Linked DNA regions of Mus musculus: region 1 is linked to region 2. Evidence: chromatin contacts called from public HiChIP or PLAC-seq data. All regions are on one chromosome and are shown on one strand. Each heading gives the region's core, a stretch centred on a gene start, on an enhancer-like site or on the middle of the called end of the contact. The rest is flanking DNA. Distances are from core to core; before and after follow the strand shown.

Evidence for each region. HiChIP or PLAC-seq counts read pairs in DNA pulled down with a chosen protein or histone mark.
Region 1: a contact with region 2 is called in an H3K27ac HiChIP or PLAC-seq map of DN3 thymocytes, with 2.5 times the contacts expected there. The contact joins the promoter of Syde1 here to the enhancer-like site in region 2. A contact is called at or near these places in 16 of 39 promoter capture datasets (the 3T3-L1 cell line, 3T3-L1-derived adipocytes, the C10 cell line and 11 more), 1 of 484 Hi-C or Micro-C datasets (the G1E-ER4 cell line), 10 of 115 datasets of contacts at active chromatin or transcription factors (the 230-238 cell line, DN3 thymocytes, embryonic stem cells and 5 more) and 3 of 9 other capture datasets (adipose tissue, liver and pancreatic islet).

What each region holds. Positions count from the first base shown.
Region 1 is chr10:78,589,039-78,593,730 of GRCm38.p6, reverse strand. It overlaps Syde1 (synapse defective 1, Rho GTPase, homolog 1 (C. elegans)), which reads left to right and starts at 1,767. Exons shown (of 8, transcript NM_027875.1): 1 at 1,767-1,929; 2 at 3,488-3,829; 3 at 3,986-4,630. The coding sequence starts at 1,842. It overlaps Gm30346 (a long non-coding RNA gene), which reads right to left and starts at 1,690. Exons shown (of 3, transcript XR_380602.2): 1 at 1,251-1,690.
Region 2 is chr10:78,478,687-78,483,596 of GRCm38.p6, reverse strand. No RefSeq gene overlaps it. Among named protein-coding and RNA genes, the nearest start is that of Gm30232, 5.6 kb to the left of the region's middle. Within about 2 kb of position 1,621, at least 260 of the 459 cell types and tissues checked have an H3K27ac peak or open chromatin away from gene starts, as enhancers often do. A contact at or near this core is called in DN3 thymocytes, the G1E-ER4 cell line, adipose tissue and 5 more, where this site is marked.

The sequences.
Region 1 (4,692 bases), core at 518-3,017, 110 kb before region 2:
CTTTACTTCATACTTCCTTTGTTTCTGTCCTCTATCTGTTGCATGAGTCTAAATGTATGCCTGCATCTGTATCTGTTCCTGTCTGTCCACCTGTTTGGTATGAGCTCTGTATGTGTGTGGGGGGGGGGAGAGAGAGGGGGGGGGAAGTGTTTTACTCTATATGGATTGAACAGCACATAATGGGATACTTTACAGAAGTCTTTAACAGAGTTTTACAAGGGATTAAATTGCTAGCTCCATCTGTCTCTAATTGACACAGATAACAAGCATCACTGTTTATCAACTAATTTCTGTAAATGGATACTTTCGACGTTTTTTTGGTAGAAAGTTGCTTCTGCTTCTGCAAGTGTTGCTTTCGTGTGCATTATCTGAGTGAGGGGCCGGGAAGAGTACCTAATCTAAGAGTCCAGGTATGCATTACATTATAGGTTGTAAGAAGTTGATTGCATGGGAAATCCAAAACAAGTAGAGTTGATTGCTACATTGTTCTCTTACTCAATGAGTACATAGGAGGCTAGCAGTCGTGGGTGACTTCCAGGTGTGGTATTATCTCTGGCTGTAAGGTCTAGCAAAAGTTCCAGTCTCTTAGAATGTACTAGATCTTTTCAAACTATTGCAGCACCACAGTTTCTCCTCCCACATGTGCCTGGATAAGCAAAGCTGGGCAGGTCTTCCTTCTACTCATCTGCACTCTTAACTTTTAGACGCCTGCATACCCACCAATTACCACAAAACTACTGAACTGGGAGGAAGCCAAGGACACAGAGGTGTCCACATAGGTGCTTAGTCCACTATCCCAGTGGAGGTCCAGCCTGTGTCTGGCACCAGTTAAGAGACCTGAACTTTAGTTGTGCCACAGTTCATGTGTTGAAAGTTTAGTCCTCTATGTGGCCCTGTTAATAGGCTAGTCATGGTGAAAGGAGCCTATCGGCGGGAGTTGGCCTTCAGAAGACGGTTCTGTGAGACCAAATTAGCAGTTAAAAGTGCTTGTTTCCCAGCCGTTTCTGGGCACCCACACACACACCCCGATCCATGTGCCATACACACAGAAGCACACACATATTCATAATAAAAAGTAAACTTAAGTTGTAAGAATCAGCCCAAACCTAAGATTTTTTTTTCTCTTCCTGTCTTAAGGAGTGCTGCTAGGACATCAACATGAACTCAGTCTACTTTAGAAAGTTGTCCAGCCTCCGGTATTTCAGTACTAAATAAAAAATAATAATACAACCTCCGATTTCACCACTTACTTTCGAGATACACCTATCCTTGCTGTGTTCTCGACTGAGTAGAGATCAGCAGACTGCATCGTCTATATCGCGTCCATGTTCCTGACAGTGAGCATCCCGGCTGTCTGAAACCACTAAGCTTGAGGGTCAATAAGCAGCAATAGTAACTTGAGTTGGGGGCATTTGGGGTTCCCAAGGAAAGATCGTGGTCGAGGTACTGGGTGATGTGGGGATGGATGGACGGACAGGAGGAAAGACATGAGCTGATGTGTGCCTTGGATGCGGTTTGGGGGAGCCGACAGAATGTGCTGCATGCCATCACACAAGGAGGATGGTTATGGGGGGCCCAGCCTATGCCATGACATTCATAGTTGAAGAGTTAGATCAGCCCAGCACCCCATCATGTCCCCTCCCGGCCCCAGGCGACTACATCTCCCAGCATCGCCTGCTCGGGCCGCGGGAAAGGAAAAGAAAAAAAAAAAAAAAAAGTTAAGGCCAAGCATTCCCGGAATGCGCTTCCTGCTGGAGCGGGCCGGTGGGGGGGGGGGGGTAGGCGGGCGGGGCGGGCGGCCGCAGCCCCGGGGCGCGCACTCGGCCGGCCGCGGCCCAAGCATGGCCGAGCCGCTGCTCAGGAAGACCTTCTCCCGCCTGCGGGGTCGTGAGAAACTTCCTCGAAAAAAGTCAGAAGCCAAGGACCGCGGTGAGTGCGGGGACTCTCGGAAAGTAAGAGAAGGGAGCCCCACTCAGCCTCAGATCCCCAGGTCCCCGGTAGGGTACGCAGCGGGACCTAGTGGGTAAGCCGGGAGCGAGCCCTGATGCAAGAGAGGAATATGCACCGGATCTTTGTAAGGCTGGGGGGCTGGGGCGGGGGGCACGGACCGTTATGTGCAGCTGGCCTGAGATGCCAGCCCCAGGGATCCTTGCAAGGCCCCGCAGGGGGGCCTCACCCCTGACAGGAAATGGGGCCTCGAAGGGGCGCCCAGAGAGTGGCGGGGCAGGGGCGGGAGGTGAGGACAGCTGTGTGGCATCGACATGGCTGGGTGGTGGGCACCTCTCCTGGGTACACACTCCTGTACTAAAGAGAGGTCGTGCGGGGTTATATTTATTATTGCAGTCTTTTCCCCAATTCCATGCCACCATCGCTCCAGAGGCTGCAGCCGCACCTACTGTGGCCAGCCCCAAGAAACCGTCCTGTTTATTAAGACAGAGAAACTGAGGCACGTGGTTGTTGGGTGATTTGTCCCGGGCCTGTGAACTGACTTTAAACAATCCTCTGGACTATGCTACTGATGACAGAGACCTGAAACAGAGGGCCAAAGGGTGGAAATAGAAGATCCTTAAATCTGGGGGTCCACAGACAGCAAGAATGAAATGGAAAGGAACGAAAGCTGTATGGGTAGGGGGCTTCGGAAGGAAGCAGTTAAAGGAGGGAGGCCACTATACCAAGGACCTGACTCTTCCTCCCGGGCCGTTCCCAGGGCATCCCAAGGGTCCCAGGGCCAGAGAAGGGATCCGGGTGCCCACACATAAACACACACAGGAAATCGACCATGATGTCAGAGAAAGTAGAGCCAAGATAAGGGGGGCGGGGTAACGGGGCACTGACTGTAGAAATCTGGCTTGGGCTGAGGGGCAAGATCCAAGAGAACTTGTGGGCAGGATTTGGGAAATGGGAAAAGGGTGCTGAATGAAAAAGAAACCAGCGTTCCCTGCCCTGCCTTCCCAGCAGCAGCTACTAGGGCCTTGAGCAGGGCTACAGATCCTATTGTCTAAAGTTGCTTCTCACACTGAGCTCCAAGCTGGAAGGGGGTCGAGAAGAGAATATGATAATACTGAATCTCCTCATAAACAAGACATGGAGCATCAGGAAAAATGCCTTGCTCAAGGCCACTCAATGAGAAGGGGCAGGCGTAAGATTCTAGGATTAATGGAATGTCTGGGAGAGGGGTGACAGAGCCGAAATGTCCTGAGGTTCCAAGGACATTTGACCTGGACTCTTGAGGCTGATTCACAGTCCCTTTTGCATTACTAGGGGCTAGGGCAGGGGACCTTGAAGCTAGGACTGCAAAAGTATTAGCTAGCTGCTAGGACCAAACAAAACAGCTGGTTCCAAAGGAGGCAGTGGCTCCAGGCTAGCAAAGAGCTTCCTTGCTGTCGATTGGTTATGTGAAGTGAGGGCTGAAGCCAATTAGCTAGACTGCCTCCCTGGACCTCTGGGAACTTGAGAGTTGGGTCTTACCATCTTCATTCTCCACCAGGCCACCCAGCCCAGCGCTCAGAGCCCAAACCCCCAGAACCAGAACCTCGTGTCCTTGAAGGGTCTCAGGCTGGAGCAGAGGTACCACCCAGCCCCGAGACACCTCGAAGCCCCACTCGGGGGGCCTACCTGCAAAGCCTGGAGCCCAGTAGCCGCCGATGGGTGCTAGGAGGGGCTAAACCACCAGAGGAGATCTCTTTGGGGCCTAGGACACCTAGCAGTGGGGAGCCTGCTGGTGAGATTTGGTACAACCCCATCCCTGAAGAAGACCCCAGACCACCCGCACCTGAGCCCTTGGGATCACAGCTAGCTTCCTCTGAGCCAGAAGGCCCCAACATCCAAGGTAAGCACAAAGTGTTATATTCACCTACAAGCATGCACAAGCCTCAAACCCTATACTCCAGGTGTTCCTAAGCCTTATTATCCTCAGCCCCGCAAGGACCATAAGATTCATACTCCAATCCCAGGCCCTGGACTCTGAAGTTTGCTCTCCCTACAGGTGCAGCCCCTACCAGCCCCCCTACCAAAACCTCCCGTACCAAGTCCCCAGGCCCTGCCAGGCGCCTCTCAATGAAGATGAAAAAGCTGCCAGAGCTCCGGCGCCGCCTAAGCCTAAGAAGTACTCGCACAGGCCGGGATAGAGAGAGGACCGCCCCAGCAGGCTCTGTCATCAGCCGCTATCACCTGGACAGCAGTGTGGGGACTCCTGGGCAGGCATCAGTGGCTGGAGGGTCTAGGAGCCCAAGGGGTGGGTACCTCAGCGATGGTGATTCGCCTGAGCGTCCTGGAGGACCACCATCACCCACTGCCTTCCGGCCCTATGAAGTGGGTCCATCGGCCCGGACTCCTCCAGCTGCCCTCTGGGGGCGTCTCAGCCTGCACCTGTATGGGCTAGGGGGTCTGCGACCAAGTCCCGGGGCTACTCCACGAGATCTCTGCTGCCTTCTCCAAGTGGATGGGGTAGCTCGGGCCCGCACAGGGCCACTTCGAAGCGGACCAGACTTCCTGAGGCTGGACCACACCTTCCACCTAGAGCTGGAGGCTGCTCGTCTGCTGCGGGCCTTGGTACTTGCATGGGACCCTGGTGTGAGGCGGCACCGGCCCTGTGCCCAGGGCACTGTGCTATTGCCAACCATCTTTCGAGGTAAGACGTGGGACTTCCAGGAAGTAAGAGCAAGAAACAAAGACCCACCTAAGGGCCTCCTG
Region 2 (4,910 bases), core at 372-2,871:
GCTTGGAGTGCAGGGGGACAGCACCTCACATTGATGGCCTGTAGGGAGCAGATAGTTTAAATAGCCTTGAAACTCACTACTCCCAACTCCCCCATCCCTGGAGTCCCCACCCTGATGTTTAGAAAAGACAAAAAAAAGAGAAAGATTAAAGGAATGAAGAAAGGAAGAAGGAAGGAAATACAGATGGGGCTGGAAAGACGGTTCAGTAGTTAAGACCTGTGCATTCTGGGTAGAACAAGAATGGATTCACTAGACAGTGTGGGTGAAACACTATTTATCAACCAAACAGGGGCTCAAACACTCAGCAATTGCCCTTGCCTACGGACTTTGATCTCCTATGCTGTATAATAACAATCAATTGCTCTATTTGTCTGGCAAGCAAGCCTGATTCAGGACAGCCCTGGATTGTCCTTAGATGCAATTCCAGCCACTTGTGGTCCTTCCAGATCCTTCCAGGTCCATGGTAGCCAGCTACTATACCCTAACATCTCCCAGGAATCAGTATAGTGGCTGGCCATGAGTGGAAGGGGAATGGGGACCTGCCACCTTGCTCAGTGACCAGCCAAAAAGTACATTGCAAGAGGCCACCACCTGGCTGCCCAGGCCAGCCCAATCTTCCTGCTGGACCAGCCAGGCAAGGAAGCACCAGTCAGCTGACATTGCCTATGGCTCCCATTCTAGTGCCCATGACACCCTGGTTCCCTCCAAGGCAACCAGTCACAAGCAGGAAGCACCACCTGCCAGAAATGATCAGAGACAACCTCATTCATTACACACCTCACAGGAGAGGCTCTGGGAAGACAACACAAGGCTGCATTCCTTCTAACAGGTTGCTTCCAAAGCCAAACTCAGCAAACTGTTTGCTTGTATTACTGTCTCTTCAGTAATACAAGCAAGCCTGCTGGAGGTGTAGGGTTGCGGTTCTAGCCCCATCCCAGCGATGACAGGCCACCTCAGGAGTGATCAGACCTGTAGTGTGGCTCAGCTTCTTGGGCTCCAACCAGTCTGCGATCTTAACTCAGCCTCCTGAATTTCAGCAGCCCCCGCGGATCCTCCCAGCTCAGCATTTTATCACTCAGGGTTGGCCAGGCCGACCGAAGCAGCAGGTACCCTTAAGAACTACGGTGTGTACCACAGTCAGATAGGGGTGTGCCACATTCACTACCCTACTGTAGGCTCTCCAGAGTACTCCACGCCCCCAGCCTGTGTGCCCCAGGCTCTATCCGAAGCGCGCCCAGCTCCCGATAGGAACCCCAGGGTGGCCCCAAGGGAACCAACGTCATCGCCGCCGCCTTGCACACTAGCGGCCGGGCTGGGTTATAGAAGTGGCGAGGCATGAACCTGCAGAGGGAACATGGCCACCCGGTTGCCCACGTAGCCACGGACTACATGGCTCTGAATAGAGAGCACCCGGCACTCGCCCTCCATGCCGGGCTAGCCTTGGTTGCTGAGGTCACAGTTGCTGTTACGGTCTGCGGATCAGCTCGCTTGTCCCTCCGCGCAGGCGTAGTTTTTGGACTTGGGTGAACTGAGTCTTGGAGTCCCGCTCCGCTAGGGGTGAGCTGGAGGCGGGGCCTCGCTCGTGCCTCGCCTCTCCGGGAAACCAGCTCTGTGGTACTGACCCCTACCCGCTCCTCTGAGCTAGTGCAGCACATCGGCGCCCAAGCCCTCTCTGCACACCCAGGTTAGCACCAAGCCATCTCATCTGGGATTCGCTCCTCAGTGTGGTTAATTCATTCCACGCTGTTCCAACCCGTTGGCCTATGGCGCTGATCACCCCATGGGTGGCACTCCTAAATGCTGCTGTCTAAAAGCTCCCACCCAGCTCCAGTGCTGTAAGACCCTCAGAGATCGGGTGGACTCCTCCAGCCTCATGGCCTCCGTGGAATCCCAGACCCGGTCAGCCGTGTGCTCGGCTGTCTGAACTCTGAACCCCGGGGGTACCTATTCCAGCGATTTCCGGGCTCATGTTCACCTTCTTAGAGCCACTCATGGGTACAACAGACTTGAAGCTGCTGCTCTGGCTTTCCTATTTTCATGCCTCCCCACACACGTGCAATCCTCTCAGTCTTAGAGAAAGTGCACCTCTCTGTCCCATCTCCAGACCTACACTTGGCACTCCTGTGGTCACGGACACATCAGGTTCACAGATCAGCGGCACAGGCCAGCGTGTAAAGTTTGCTTTGTCTTAATGAAATTACTGGGGATGAATGAGGCCAGAGTGAGTGGGGCTAAGAGAAGAAAGGAAGAAAGGAAGGAAGGAAGGAAGGAAGGAAGGAAGGAAGGAAGGAAGGAAGGAAGGAAAGAAGACAGAAAGAAAGAAAGAAAGAAAGAAAGAAAGAAAGAAAGAAAGAAAGAAAGAAAGAAAGAAAGAAAGAAAGAACGAACTGGGGACCAGATCTGCTCTGAAGAGAAAGGAGGAACCCCATTGCTTGGGGAACAGATCAGAAAGAGGAAGTGGTATTGAGGCTCCGTTGGTGGAGTGCATATCAAGGTCCTAGCTTTAACCCCAATCCCTAAAAAGGCAAACAATAAGGAGAAACACATTGTAAGGAATTGTCTTAGTCAGGATTTCTATTCCTGCATAAACATCATGACCAAAAAGCAAATTGGGGGCCGGGCGTGGTGGCACACGCTTTTAATCCTAGCACTTTGGAGGCAGAAGCAGGCAGATTTCTGAGTTCGAGGCCAGCCTGGTCTACAAAGTGAGTTCCAGGACAGCCAGGGCTACACAGAGAAACCCTGTCTCAATAAACCCAAGGGGGGAAAAAAAAGCAAATTGGGGAGGAAAGGGTTTATTCAGCTTACACGTGGCTGTGCATCACCAAAGGAAGTCAGGACTGGAACTCAAGCAAGTCAGGAAGCAGGAGCTGATGCAGAGGCCATGGAAGGATGTTACTTATTGGCTTGCTTCCCCTATCTTGCTCAGCTTGCTTTCTTATAGAACCAAAGACTATCAGCCCAGGCATGGTACCACCCACAATGGACCCTCCCACCCTTGATCACTAATTGAGAAAATGCCTTACAGCTGGATCTCACGGAGGTTCCTCAAGGGAGGCCCCTTTCTCTGTGAAAACTCCAGCTTGTGTCAAGTCAACACAAAATCAGCCAGTACAGGGATGCTTGCCTGGAATAAACTAAATGGAATTGCATTGTAGGAATAATTGTTTGCTGATAGTAACATTTGCTAGATAATATGTATGTGCTGAACACTCCTTGTAACATTTCCTGGAGCAATGGTGCACATTTATAATCCCAGAATTTGGGAGGTAGAGGCAGAAGGATTAGAAGGTTAAGGTCATGCTCAGCTACACAGCAAGCCAGAGGACAGTCTGGGCTACAGGAAACGTAAGACCTGGAGTGGAGGGCAGGGCAGCAGATCTTTGCAATACCCCAGTAAAGTCATTTCACAAACATGGGTCAGGAGAGACCAAAAACCAGTACCATTTTGAAAATAAGGAAAAGAGGGGCTGGAGAGATAGATGGCTAAGCAATTAAGAGCACTGACTGCTCTTCAAGAGGTCCTGAGTTCAATTCCCAGCAACCCCATGGTGGCTTACAACCATCTGTAGTGGAATCTGGTGCCCTCTTCTGGTGTGTCTGTTTGAGTGTTTTTCTGCCTTTGGATGAGGATGTAAGATTTCAGCCCTATTCCTGCCTGCTGCCGTTCTCCATGCCTTATGGCCATTGACCTACCCTCTGAGACTGTAAGCAAAACCCTGGTGCTTTTTGTTTGCTTGCTTGCTTACTTGTTTCCTTGGTCATGGTGTCTCTTCACAGCAATAGAATAGTCATTGAAACACTAGCTGTGGTGGCCATGGAGCGCACGATTGGTAATGATTTAAGAAAACCTTCTCTTTGCAACCACCCAGATGTTTACGAGCACATGCCAGTAACGACTAATTGCCAGTCCCTATCTGTCCACTCTTTCAAGATCTTTTGATTTACCTGAACTAAAGTTGTGATGGGGAGTGGGGGGGGGGGGTTCTTCTTGGCTTTGTTTGTTGTAATCATGATGCAGACTTGCCAGCATTAGAACTCAGTATACAGCCTAGGCTGACTTCTCATGGGTATCTGACTGTTTCCATGCCCAGTGAAGAGACTGTTTAGGAAGTTTGCCCTGTGAGGGAGCAGGGGCATATGTGGCTGATCTAGGGAGGGGGAGGGAGGGAGATGCATATGCATGTGGATCTGGACACAGCATCAGTGCCCTTGCACTTGGATATAACATCCAGAGAATGTTTGAGCAACAGCCTCCCAGCCAACTCGAGGTTCCCTGCGTCAGCACAAGGACCATTATAATTCCTCTTCCATAAAATGAGTGATGCTCTGGTCTTGTATTTGGCCAGCAGTGCCAACAAGTGAGCAGCTGGGGTTGTGATCACAGACTACAGCTTGATGGAGCAGCTCAACTGCCAGAATTCCCTTCCCCCTTCTAGAGGCTTATGAGTCTGAGATCAAAGTGCTGATAGATCCATTCCTGGAGAGGGCCTGGTATACCCACGACCTTCAAGGTGCCTGGGACTGATGCATTCAAAGAGCTGTGTTTTAGCAGACCATTTTAATAAACCCAAGCTAGTCAAATGGCACTGACTACCGAAATGACTGCTAACTTTGTAGGCTTGCCTGCTTCTACCATGACATAGCTGAAAAATCCCACATGAAGACAGGAAAGGGGAGTAAACCCCACTCCTAGAAAAGTCAAACCCACTTCTAGAATTCTCTTTTTCGGTTCTTTTTTTTTAAAGATTTATTTATTTATTATATGTAAGTACACTGTAGCTGTCTTCAGACACTCCAGAAGAGGGCGTCAGATCTTGTTACAGATGGTTGTGAGCCATCATGTGGTTGCTGGGATTTGAACTCCTGACCTTCGGGAGAGCAGTCGGGTGCTCTTACCCACTGAGCCA